Regions from separate parts of the Hordeum vulgare genome. Here region 1 is linked to region 2. A link is a contact called in public Hi-C data. All regions are on one chromosome and are shown on one strand. The core of a region is the stretch at or near the end of the contact, and the rest is flanking DNA. Distances in the headings are between cores, read along the strand shown. Region 1 holds the start of LOC123409083 (65-kDa microtubule-associated protein 8). Region 2 holds the start of LOC123406966.

Region 1 (6,246 bases), core at 731-3,230, 460 kb before region 2:
CGCACCTGACATTATCAGTTCCATTATGTTGTCCATTTCTGTCTGGTAAGGCACATCCATGTGGGATATCTTGCAGATTTCCTCAATCTCAGCTTTCTTCTTGATGAATAATTCTTTCATTTTGCTTGCTTTTAACTGATCTAGTCGCTGAACTTCAGATTCAATCTATTCATTCAATATAGCAATATTAAATACATATCGGCTGAAGGGCGCAGCTAGTAAAATTAATGCAGCATAAACCGGTTGTGGTTTTTGTCTGGGGTTTACCTGCTGAATTTTCTCTAGTCTTAGACTTCCAGGACCTAGCATACCATTTGCTGAAGTCAATGAAAATATATTAATTTGCTCGTACGGCTGGCGTTCTTCCATTGTAATATCTAGTATGTTCCATAAGTTTGTCAATGCCTTTCCAAGGCTGTGGAGCTGCAAAGTAACACCTGCATCAGTAGGTAGTTCTGAAAATTCTATGTTGTGTGGGATATGTTTGAAACTAGGAAAATCACTAACATTGGAATGCTACAATAATATGTGTGGGATATGTTTTGACGCTTTGGCAGTTATGTTTTGTGTCTTTTGCTATCACTAGTAATCGTGTACGTGCAATGCACGCTAATATTAGGGCAATATATTAATTACATTCCAAATTAATACTCCTTCTGTTCCATATACTAGTTGTCGCTCAAACGGATGTATCTAGACGTACTAGATACATCCATTTGAGCGACAACTAATATGGAACAGAGGGAGTATTTGACAAGATATTAGTTGCAAATTGATATTACGCAGGACATAACCTTTTCGAGTCTGTGGTTCTTCTCTTCTTTAAGCTGCTGGACCATAGTATTGAGCTTGTTAAGGATGTCGTCACTGATGTTCTTTTTCTGTTGTTCATTTGCTCCAATTAGCAAGCTGGGGTGAACACTAGCAAGAACGTTTGAGGGATCCATCCCCATAATCTTTGAGAAATTGCAAATCAGAACTTTATACTCTTCAACTTTGCACAGGCGATCACCCTGAAATAAAATAAAATCTGGTTGGTATGTGAGATGACCAGGACGGTTGTAGCACAAGTTTTCCGGTTTTATGTACCTTTTCTCTTTTAAGTCTTTGCAGGTCACTTTGGTGCTCCTCAAGTTTCTTGAGCGACAAATCATCTTCATTTACTGTGACAACTTCATTCTCTGAGCGCCCTGCTATTTCGGAGGCGATTCTCTCAACTTCAGCCTGAACCTCTGTGAACTGTTTTAGTCTGGCTTCTTTCTTCATTTGCATCTCTTGCAGGGCTGGTGTGATGGAATTCAGCTGCTCCTTTAGAGTGCCGTTCATTTTCTCAGGCTGCAGAAAGAAAATTCAGGTTAGTTTTCTTTAACGCCCCCCTTGTGAATGTGATTCAGTGGTAAAGCCTTTGGGTCGAGAGTCATACCCGGCCTGGGAATGATCTTTCTCCGAGGGAAAGAAGTAGGTTGGTAAATTCTGCTTCAGATTCAGCCAATGCTTGATGCAGTTGAATCCGCAACATGTTAGCACTATTTACTTTTCTCCTGTAAACTTCCTGGCACTCCTGCTCCAACTCTTCCAGTATTCTTTCCCTCTCGTTTTCTTCTTGTCCAACCTCGTCCCATATCATCTGGCACCATATGGAGTTTGACAAAGCATAAGAACACCACATGATCATCTCTTGTGCAAGAGAAATTGGGGAGGAGAAATTTGTGCACCTTTAGTTCTTGAAGCAAGTAGGTAGATGAGGACTCGGGCAGAGCCAGGCGCTGAGCTGTTCCAGCCGTCCTGAGTGACCCCATTGCAAGAACTTCCGACAATCTCGAGGTAAAATAAAAAAAACGCGGGAGCAACCCAAATGGGCGTGCTACTCCTACTTGCTTAGAGCCTGCATTAGAGGGCTGAGAGATGTGTAAGTAGTGAGTGGATGGACGCTGCGAGTGGCTTTAGATGCTGGTTTTGCTTGCAAGACAAGTAGCACGCCTGTGGTAGGTGTCGCCATGAGATGAGCCAAAGCCTGAAGCTTTTGGTACAAGGCTTTTAGTTGCTTTGTTGCTTCTTTATATATTTTCTTGGTCGCTGGCCTCCGTATTTTCAAGCTCGGCAGGTATTGTCTACTCGCACCTTTCCTTTTTTTTTTCTTTCGTTCACGCGTCGCATTGAAACGAAAAGATGAGTGTTCCAAATCACAGTGATGGTGCTCTGCATCCATCCTCATTGGACTGAGTCCAGCGGGCTCTCTGTCGGCGCCGAGCTTGCAGCTGAAGAAGCCGAGCGCACAAATGGGTGCTGCTTTTTGGGACATGCGGATTGCTTTGAGAACGAAAGGGTTACCCGGTGGTTACTGGCTGGTACACCTGAAAGTAATGGGCCAATTGCTCACACCATTAATCGAGTAACTTAATATGCAGGTAAACGTTGTGGTTTCCTGCCCATGTAAGTTGCTATTTCCGGCCACGTGGTATCTTCTCCGGCCGGCTGCCTGCCTGGTTCTCTCTGTCCCTTGTAACGTCTTAACGGCCTGCGGCTCTATTTGTGGATCGCTGAATTTTCCGGCATCCACTTATTTTTCCACGTGAATTTCAGTCTGAAACGGCAGCTGTGGTGCTATATGTTGTCATGCCGTGCCTTTGTTTCTTTTTGGTGTTGGCATGTCACCTCGCATTTGTGGAACTCGCAGTCAGCGAGGTGTGTATAACGACGTCCCATCTCTCGGGCTAGCTTTGTAGGCTACCAGGTTCGGTTCATAGTGCTAAAGATTGTTCGGAAATTCTATCCGGTATTTCCTCCAGTGCGGTGCGCTAAAATTCTAAAGTTCGGGCGACGAACCGGACATCAGGTGACTGAGGTGAGGATGTCGGCTCACTGGAATGCCGTGAGTAGTGTAGGACGGTTGGTGGGTAGGCTACCTGTTATGACCGGCTTGGTCTATAGCCGGTAGAGGCCCACCGGGCGTTAATATTAGAGGCTTGGCCCGCAAGTTATCTTAGGCAAATTATTTTAGGAAAGTTATCTTAGGCTCGAGTTATAAATACTAGTTGTAAGACATCAATTGAGATCAAGCAATAAAGATATTATCTTCTGTTGCCCGGCTCCCCAAGGAGCCGGAACCCTAGCCACCGCCGTGCCCAACCCTAGCCGCGACGAAATGTCCGATCTTATTCCAAAATATAAGGTCTTCATGAAGGTCTGTCTTGTTTCAGGAATATAGGTACCGAAGTTCAATAGCAACGCCCTCTCGCCGGCGCGCCCGCTCCAGCCCTCGCTCCCCTCCTCCTTGCCCATACAATCTACGCCGGAGGCCCGGTAGGAACCATAGTCCTACCAATTTGGTATCCAGAGATTCCAGGTTGATCATGTCGCTCACTCCACCACCGTCGCCGCAAACCACCACCACCGCCCCGCCGCCGCAAACCACCACCACCGCCCCGCCGCCGCTGCCGATCACGTCCGGGACCGCTCCCTCGCCAGCGCCGATCATCACCACGGTGGAGCCGCTCCCCATCCTCTCGCCCGAGGCGATGTCGGGCACCCTGCGGGAGCTCGTCCAAGCGGTTCGAGGCATCAGCCTCTACCTCGCTGGGACCCAACCCCCGCCGCCGAGCGTCGCCCACACTGCCTACGGGCCGCCGCCGCTGCCGTGGGCCACCCCGGCCTTCCAGCCGCCCTACGGAGGGGCGCCGCCGCCGCCGCAGCTGCTGCTGCAGCACTACCCCGCCGCGGGCACCCCATGGCTGGTGTGGCCGGCCACCACCGCGCCGCTGGGGGGGCCTCCCCACCAGTTTCTACCGGCCACCACAGCGCCGGCTACGGCCCAGCACCACCAGCCGCCGCCGCCATCGACAGCAGCACCACCAGCGCCCCGACCCACCGGTCGGCCCCTGCACCAGGTGCAGTTTCCGCCATCGCCATCGCCGCTTCCCGCGTGGGCAGCCGGATCATCTTCGGGCCCGGTCTATACCACGGCACCGGAACACCCGGCGCCCTCTCTGCCGTTCGAGCGGTCCTCCAGCTCGGCGCCCTACGCTCCGGCGCTTCCCGACCCGGCGTACACGATGCCATCGACAGCCGCAGCTACCGGACACGGCGATCCGACACCCCCTCGGTTCGCTAAGCTGAACTTCACCACTTACGAGGGCACGGAAGACCCCCTCAACTGGCTCAACCAGTGCGAGCAGTTCTTTCGGGGGCAGCGGACGCTCGCGTCGGATCGCACCTGGCTCGCGTCCTATCATCTCCGTGGCGCTGCACAGACTTGGTACTACGCCCTCGAGCAGGACGAGGGCGGCATGCCACCATGGGATCGATTTCGCGAGCTCTGCCTTCTCCGGTTTGCCCCCCCATCCGTGGCAGCCGACTGACAGCCCTCGGACGCTTACCGTTTACATCCACGGTCCAGGACTACGCCGACCGATTCCAAGCCCTGGCGTGCCACGCGCCAGGCGTATCCGCGACTCAGCGCGCTGAGCTCTTTGTGGGTGGTCTACCGGACCATATTCGCGTGGATGTTGAGCTCCGGGAACCCCCCGACCTTCAGTCCGCCATGTACTACGCCCGGGCCTTCGAGCAGCGGGCCCAGGCACTGCAGCAACCGCCCGGACGGGGCGGCCGCCAGCTCAGTCGACCCGCGCCGAACCTACCAGCACCGGGCCGGCCTCCGCCAGCCGCGGCGGCCGCACCCCCGGCCGCCACACGGACCTTCCGCCGGTTGTCCCCGGCCGAGCAGCAGGAGCGTCGACGTCAGGGTCTCTGCTTTAATTGCGATGAGCCCTACACGCCGACACATGTCTGCCCCCGCCTCTTCTACTTGGAGACGGTCGACTACACCGAGGCGGACGAGACGACCGACGCACCACCGCCACCGGCGGCAACTGGGGACACGGCCGCATATTCTACGGCGACGGCATGCGTCGTCTCTCTCCACGCCCTAGCCGGCATCCATGCTGAGCGGACCATGTTGCTGCCGGTGACGCTCCATGGCGAGCAGCTGGTGGCCCTGTTGGATACGGGCTCCACTCATAACTTCCTGCCCGAGGCAACCATGCGTCGTCTAGCTATTCCGACAACAGGCGGGGAGCGCCTTCGGATCACGGTGGCCAACGGTGACCGCCTCCAGTGTCATGGACTCGCCCGCAACGTTCCCATCACCATCGGGGGCGAACACTTTTCCATTACCTATGCAGGCATCGACCTCGGCTGCTTCGACTTCATCCTCGGTGTGGACTTTCTCCGGACCCTCGGGCCCATCGTGTGGGACTTCGACGCGCTCACGATGACATTCTGGCGGCTGGGCCGCAAAATCCGGTGGGACGGCATTGGGGGCGCTACGCCAGCCGTGCCACATCTCCAGCTGGCCGCTGCATCCTCCGAGGCCGAGCACCCTCTGCTGGATCCCCTTCCGCAGCAGCATAGCACCCTCTTCGACGAGCCACGGGGACTTCCACCTGCTCGGGTGTACGACCATCGCATTCACCTTGTGCCGGGCTCCACTCCCGTGGCGGTGCGGCCTTACCGCTACCCTCAGCTACAGAAGGATGAGTTGGAGAGACAATGTGCCCTTATGCTCGCAGCGGGCATCATCCGGATCTCGACGTCACCCTTCTCCGCGCCGGTGCTTCTCGTCCGCAAGACAGACGGCACGTGGCGTTTCTGCATCGACTACCGCGGCCTGAACGCGCTCACGCTCAAGGACAAGTTCCCGATACCGGTGGTCGACGAGCTCTTGGATGAGCTTCATGGGGCGCGCTTCTTCACCAAACTCGATCTCCGGTCGGGCTATCACCAGGTGCGTATGCATCCGGACGACATCGCCAAGACGGCGTTTCGCACCCACCATGGCCACTTCGAGTTCTTGGTGATGCCTTTCGGCCTCGCCAATGCCCCGGCGACCTTCCAGGCCCTGATGAACGACGTTCTGCGACCCTACTTACGGCGGTTTGTGCTTCTTTTCTTTGATGATATTCTTATCTTCAGCGCCACCTGGGCCGAGCACCTCCAGCACGTCGCCATCGTCTTTAACGAGCTTCGGGCGCACGACCTCCACCTTAAGCGCTCGAAGTGCTCGTTCGGGACACCTACCGTTGCCTACCTCGGCCATGTCATCTCGGCCGACGGGGTGGCTATGGACGCCGACAAGGTGGCAGCTGTCTCCGCCTGGCCGACGCCTCACTCGCCGCGGGCTCTCCGCGGGTTCCTCGGCCTCGCAGGATACTACCGAAAATTTATCCGGGAGTTCGGGCTCATCGCGAC
Region 2 (6,428 bases), core at 1,305-3,804:
GAGGACAAAACTGATGACATTCTATATTTTTTTCAATTTGAAGATTCATAATTGATATGTAGCTCAAACCGTCGCTCTAATTAAAAAAAATCACAAAAGAAAAATCATCGCCACGAAATCTTGGAAACAAGACATATTGTTGATAACCCACGTACATAGCATATAATACATGCACAACATACTTGATAACCCACGTACAAGCACCGTGCTTATTTTGACATGGTTTTTTTTATTGAAACATCTCTCAATAATGTTGTGTGAATAACATGGTGATTAATGCACGGACCTGGTAACTTACATATAAACACCCTGATAACTCACACATCAGAGACCTGATAATTTACGTACCCTGGTCTTGATAACTTTGGTGTGTGTGGAGGGTGGTGATCAAGCATCCTTCGGTAAATTTTGTGTGAATGACATGGTAACTCACATATCGGAGACCTGATAACTTATGCACCTCAGTCCTGGTACTTTTCACGAGGGAGGGGTGATGAAATATACGCCCGGTAACTTTTATATGAATAGCACGGTAACTCACACATCATAGACCTATTACTAATGTACCCCAGTCTTGGTAAATTTAGTGATCAGGTGGGGTTGGTTGATGAAATATACCTCCGGTAACTTTTTGTGTGAATAGCAAGATAACTCACACATCGCAGACCTAATAACTTATGTACCACAATCCTGGTAACTTTGGCGACGGTGGTGAGGAGTGGGGGCTGTTGGTGAAATATACATCGGTAACTTTTTGCGTGAATATGATGATAACTCACACATCGCAAAGCTGATAACTTATGTACCCCAGTTCTGGTAACTTCGGCGACGATGGTGATGGGTGGGGGAAGGCTCTTGGTGAAATATAACCCCCAAGCCCCATGGTAACTTTTGTGGGAAAAGCATGGCAACTCACACATCGCAGACCTGATAACTTAGGTACAAACACCACGGTAAATTTAGACCCGAATAAAAAGTTTTTGAAACATACTCGATTACTTCTATGCAAATAGCACGGTAATATATGCATCACGGGCCATCAATTTTCCTCCTCTAGGCATGCGTGCATGTGCATGCAAAAAAGAATGATGGAGGAATCATTTTTATTCTCCCGCAAGTTATGTGTAGTCAACATGATAACTTACCTCAACTCACATGATAACTTGTGTAGCACACACATGTTAACTTTTTGCCCGAAAAAAAGTCATCGAAATATGCCAACATGGGATCTAGTTTAAAAGGCCTCGTCACGATGAATCTTTTATGTGAAAATATTTTTTTAATCAGAGCGGTGGTTTAAGCTATAAAGTATTTTGAAGTTTTAAAATAAAAAGAATCTTTTGTTGACATCATTTATTTTGTCTATTAATGTACATGCATGCATGAATCAGAATGAACGCGGTCTGCGTGCTTTTCCTCCAAGCAGCTTAATTGTAAGAAAAGTAGCTTACACGAAATGACGTACAAAGTGACTTTGCTTAATCATTGAAACAAAGACTTGAGATTGTGTTAGAATTAGGTGAAGATTAAAATGTATTTGCATGACAAATTGTTGTCATCTCTAAGTAGGACTTGAACTCTTGTATCCAATTAAGCTAGATTTGAACTCTTCATAATAAACATGGAATTATAAGATGCTGACAGGTCATGTTATTTATAGAGCAAATCTTTTGCACTATCACTCACACAACCTAGTGCAGTTGGTCGCCCCAAGGGATTGAATCGAATGGTGGCTAGTTCGAACTAAACCTGGGCATAGTCCGGGCCAGGCCGGGCTTTAAAAAAGCCCGAAAGGGAAAACTCATGCCCGAGCCCGGCCCGGCCCGGCCATCAGGCCTAACAAATCGGGCCCGAACCCGGCCCGAACATGCAAAGCCCGGTAAAGCCCCATAGGCCCGACCCGATCTAGGCTTAAAAAAATACATTTTGCAAGCCCGAGCCCGGCCCGGTCTGCTCTTTGGGCTTACTCTTCAGGCCCGAGCCCGACCCGATGGCACGATCAGGCCTGGCCTGGTCCGGGATTTTCGGGCTGGGTTGGGTCGGGTCGGGCTGCCCATGCCCACATGTAGTTCCAACCCCACTTCTCACATCTATTTTTGTCTAGGATTGCTGGTTCATTATTTTAAATTTTGTAAGGCTTTATGTAAAATGCCATGGAATCGTTTTTAATTAAAAACAGGACCATGGCTTTATTGGCTAAAATCTTAAGGGTGTTTGTGCAAAACAGCATGCCGGATTAAGAATAGCTATTTCTTTTATTAGTAGGTATAGATTATGCATTTTTTAGGGGAGAGGGTACTAGTTTCCTTTTTCTTTTCTTTTGAGAAAGGGAGAGGGGTACTAGTTATTTTTAGTTTTTAGTTTTTTGAGACAAACTTGTTATTTCTAGTGATTTCGATGAACCAGCCATTCTGCTAGTGGATGGGCCTGGTGCGCGAAATGGCCCTTCTTAGTGATCTCCGAGCTCTTCAGTTAAGGTCCATGGACTACTTTCAGCCCGCTAGCAATCGACATTCCTTCTCTGCTGCTACGCAGTCCTGTCTTCTGTCTGCCCATAGCCCATAGCCCATAGCGGGGCACGCGCGGCGGCATAACACGGCCGGCGATGGAGCACGGGACGTCATCGGCGGCGGCGGCGCTGTGGGGGCACGAGCACCTCCCGCTGCTGGCCCGCGCGCGCTCCAAGGACTCGGTAGAGTACATCCTGCAGGCCCTTTGGCGCACCCGCCGCACCGGCCTCGATGCCGCCGACCGCGCCATCGTCCGCGACATCCTCCAGCTCCCCTCCGACTCCGAGCTCGACCCCGTGCGTACCTACCCGCTTCTCATCTCTGCTCCCTCGTCCCCTTCCGCGCCGCCGCTTGCGCCGGGTGCGAGGCATTTACGCAAAGGCAGCTTGGCCCTGTGCTCAACGCCTGTACTTCTCTCTGTTGCAGCTCTTGGTGTGCCTCAGGATACTGACCCGCAGGTGCGTCCATGACAACATCGCGAAGGAGGAGATTCCGAAGCTTTTCCCCCAGGCGGTGCCGCCCGAGCTGCAGAGGCTGCTCACTTTGCTCCTGCAGAAGTTTCAGCCCGAGTGGCGAGAGGACACCTCGAAGGAACAGGTAATAATAGGGCGGAGCAGCGACGAGGGGCTGCATTGAAATGATGTAATCTGAAAACTACGCAATTAATCCAATTGTAGTTATCATAAGTTGTTCTGAAAGTTTCTGTAGTCATTTAATTTCACAAGTATCAGAGCCTCAAGCTGTTCAGTACTGGTCAATAGTTAGCATGTTCTTAGCTTTATCCTTTTGTTAATGTCTGTATAGTAATGTCAACACAAAATCTGATTGTTATTGTCTGAATCTTCTGTGGTTTCAGTTTAGTGTGATGCGTTATTTTGTAGGCATCCGCGGCGAATTCGGAAATAACAAAAGGCCATTTGAGTGAAAATCAAGACGTGTCAGAGCAACCAGCTACTACACAGGTTAGTTCAAACAATTGCTATCATGTGCTTTTGCATAAATGCCTTGCCATTTTGCTGGAAGTTACTTGATTTGTAAGATGCTTATTATCCTTCTGTTTGTGAGAGGAGTTCATTGATTGGTCTGTGATGCTCTCCATTAGGAGAACCATTTCAGTAGTTTTGGGGGTACAATCAAGATATATTGGATGAAAGGTGTAATTAGTATGGAACATCATCTTCCGTGCAGCCTCACTGTGGTACATCATCAGCAAAGTTCTCTTCTGAATCAGGAGAGAAAGAATGGAAGCTCCCGTTAGCTAAGGATTCTTTGGACAAAATGCTCAAGGATATATACCCAATCAGGGGCGAAGTGTCAAGCGCTGTGAGTAATGATTCTTTACACAAATGTAGAGCGTTGGCTGATATATTTTCCGTTTCGCAATTCAACGTTTTTTGCAGACTTGCAGTGAGTAATATCAATTGTTTCTAACCATCTTTTGCAGGGCAATACCAACAGGGGGCATGGAGAAGCAGCAAGAAGCACTTAGGAAAGGATGATTCTGCTTCCTCTTTTTAGGGCATTTTTCATCAGCATTATTTACATGATAGTAAGATCGTTGATGTGTAACATTTATGGCGAGGCACATGTGTAGGACGAATAATGTCCTTACAGGGAGAGCTTTAGCATTTATAGGTAAGCATATGTAAATTCACTGGTAGTATCTTTTCCCCTCTGTCCCATAATATAAGAGCCTTTTTGACACTACACTAGTATAAAAAATGTTCTTATATTATGAGATGGAGGGGGTATTTTTTTTACTAAATCATTGGTACTTCCAGTGCCACTGTAGCTGCACGCATGAGCCTTTGCATAGACGAGGGGCAGATCACGTCTTTACGACTGGAATTATTGTGTTCTTTATCAGACAAGAATTATCCCCAGAGTTGATGGCAACACAGGCAATAAGCATAGCGGGCATGCTGTAAAACAACCCAATTGAAGAAATAGGACCACTAAGCAATTAACACGCCTGCTGTCATGCCCAAAAATTGTGGTTCATCCTCAATGGTGAGACACTCTTAAAGTACTTTGCTGAAAGACACATTCGTAACACATGAGGCACGACAATTTCCTCATATCAGATCAACCAACACAAGCAGTTATTTATAACACTTGTATAAATCAACACAGTTCCATGACATGGTCTATATGGAAATCGCAGAAATTAAGCTGCAGTAGCTTATTATTTGGAGATATCATGGACCAGCGTGCTGATTGTTCTAGGCACATCAACATACTTGCTTCACATTTTGGATCTAGATACGCAGGATGAATTTTGTATTTTGATCCGATGCCAAGATGTGTTGAGGATTCCTCTCAGGTTCCATATGTCCTCCACTTTTTCGGGTTGGATGTTTGCGGCCGAGTCCACCTGTTGTCCACAAGGCGCATTTTTTCAGACTTATTAATCTAGTAAGCAACAAAATAGTGAAACAGTAATGCACCAGCGATGCATTTAACTTACCGCCTTAGCTAATATCTCGGCATTTGGTGGTATGTCCAATGTAGCCTCGAAGAGAACCCATGCCCACTTGTCGCTTTGAGCTCCATCAGAGACGTATGGCACATTGCTTTTCTGATATCTATGAGCCTCAACCCATGTTTTACCCCCATCAACAGATATATCTACTCTCTCAATGCCGCGGCCGCCACCTGAGACTGCATAACCAGCAATTCTAGCCTGCATAGAGCATGCAAACGAAGGTGTACAACTCATCAGAATCTACTGATGCTACCCACACAAGGTGCAGCCTCAGCGTACACATCCCTTTCAATCATGGAAGTAATGCTAACCTTTCCTTCCTTGATAACATCCACATCTTCCAGGGTGCAAATAGCAGACTGCTTGATCAAATCCAAAAAATAATTAAGATAAAATACCTCAAAACCTAACTTGACTTCATTAACAACACACAAGCAAAAAGAAAAAAGGTTCTATGAGAACTAAGTGCTTCAATGATTCATAGGTGCATCTGCAATAAATAAACCAACACATAAACAGAACAAACTCGTGGTAAATTAACATCTACCAGAATACCAGATTCACTAATCATAAAAGGCCACATCTAAGTCAGGACACGGCATTCTGTTCCGTAAATTTGGAACCCATTTAGAAGATTCTTGCATCCAAGGTGGATTCATTTTAAGATGGCAGATAATCACAAGGAAGAAATATGCAAACAGCCTCCAGACCAGTATCTGCCATTCTTGTCCATAGTAAATGGATATGAGACAAGTCAACTTTTCTGTGCACAGGGCACAGTATAAAAAGAATCATAACTGCGGTGTATTAATTCCATTGTACTAGTTGACACAGAAAAAGATGTTTAATGCTCCCTCCATTCACAAATATAAGATGTTCTATTTTTTTCTGAATATAGGCATGTTTTATTGTGTTTGTTCACTCATTTTAGTCCGTATGTAGTCCATATTGAAATATCCTTATATTTGTGAACAGAGGGAGTAACATCGAGCAGTGGGGTCTGAGTATAACTACACAATTTACCAACTGCGATTACTTATAAGTGAAGAATTGCCAGTACATTATACCTGCACAGGGAAATCCATTTGTGGTCTTCTAGTCGACCAATTAATATTGTCCCAATCTACGGTAGGTGGGAACATCTTGTAATCTTTTTGCATAAAGAAACCCTGGTTGAGAACAGCAATTAGTGTTTATTCCCAGATATTATACTGAAGAGGTACTGCACTTAAGATTTCAGTAAACCTGGCATTCTTCCTTGATTATTTTGATGCTGTCAAGCCATTTTACAGAGCGTGCGCCTATAACACCAGGTACAACAACACGGAGTGGATATCCATGGTCACGATTGATAGTCTATAAATGGTAAATCACGACAGGTGAAATACGGAACGTTGCAACACAGGAGCCATAACAGCAGAATATTTAGCCAG

The links. Hi-C and Micro-C count contacts between places; a contact is called where the count stands out from the background.
Region 1: a contact with region 2 is called in a Hi-C map of leaf, with 6 times the contacts expected there. The contact joins the promoter of LOC123409083 here to the promoter of LOC123406966 in region 2. A contact is called at or near these places in 3 of 6 Hi-C or Micro-C datasets (leaf and seedling) and 1 of 1 datasets of contacts at active chromatin or transcription factors (embryo).

The regions. Positions count from the first base shown.
Region 1 is chr7H:204,158,528-204,164,773 of MorexV3_pseudomolecules_assembly, reverse strand. It overlaps LOC123409083 (65-kDa microtubule-associated protein 8), which reads right to left and starts at 1,980. Exons shown (of 11, transcript XM_045102069.1): 1 at 1,716-1,980; 2 at 1,424-1,627; 3 at 1,090-1,335; 4 at 795-1,013; 5 at 268-423; 6 at 6-165. The coding sequence starts at 1,799.
Region 2 is chr7H:203,699,608-203,706,035 of MorexV3_pseudomolecules_assembly, reverse strand. It overlaps LOC123406966, which reads left to right and starts at 2,554. Exons shown (of 5, transcript XM_045099983.1): 1 at 2,554-2,806; 2 at 2,937-3,107; 3 at 3,392-3,472; 4 at 3,699-3,837; 5 at 3,955-4,160. The coding sequence starts at 2,606. The coding sequence ends at 4,028. LOC123406965 (sulfite oxidase) reads right to left here. Exons shown (of 12, transcript XM_045099982.1): 8 at 6,241-6,351; 9 at 6,063-6,164; 10 at 5,307-5,354; 11 at 4,978-5,193; 12 at 4,561-4,884. The coding sequence ends at 4,756.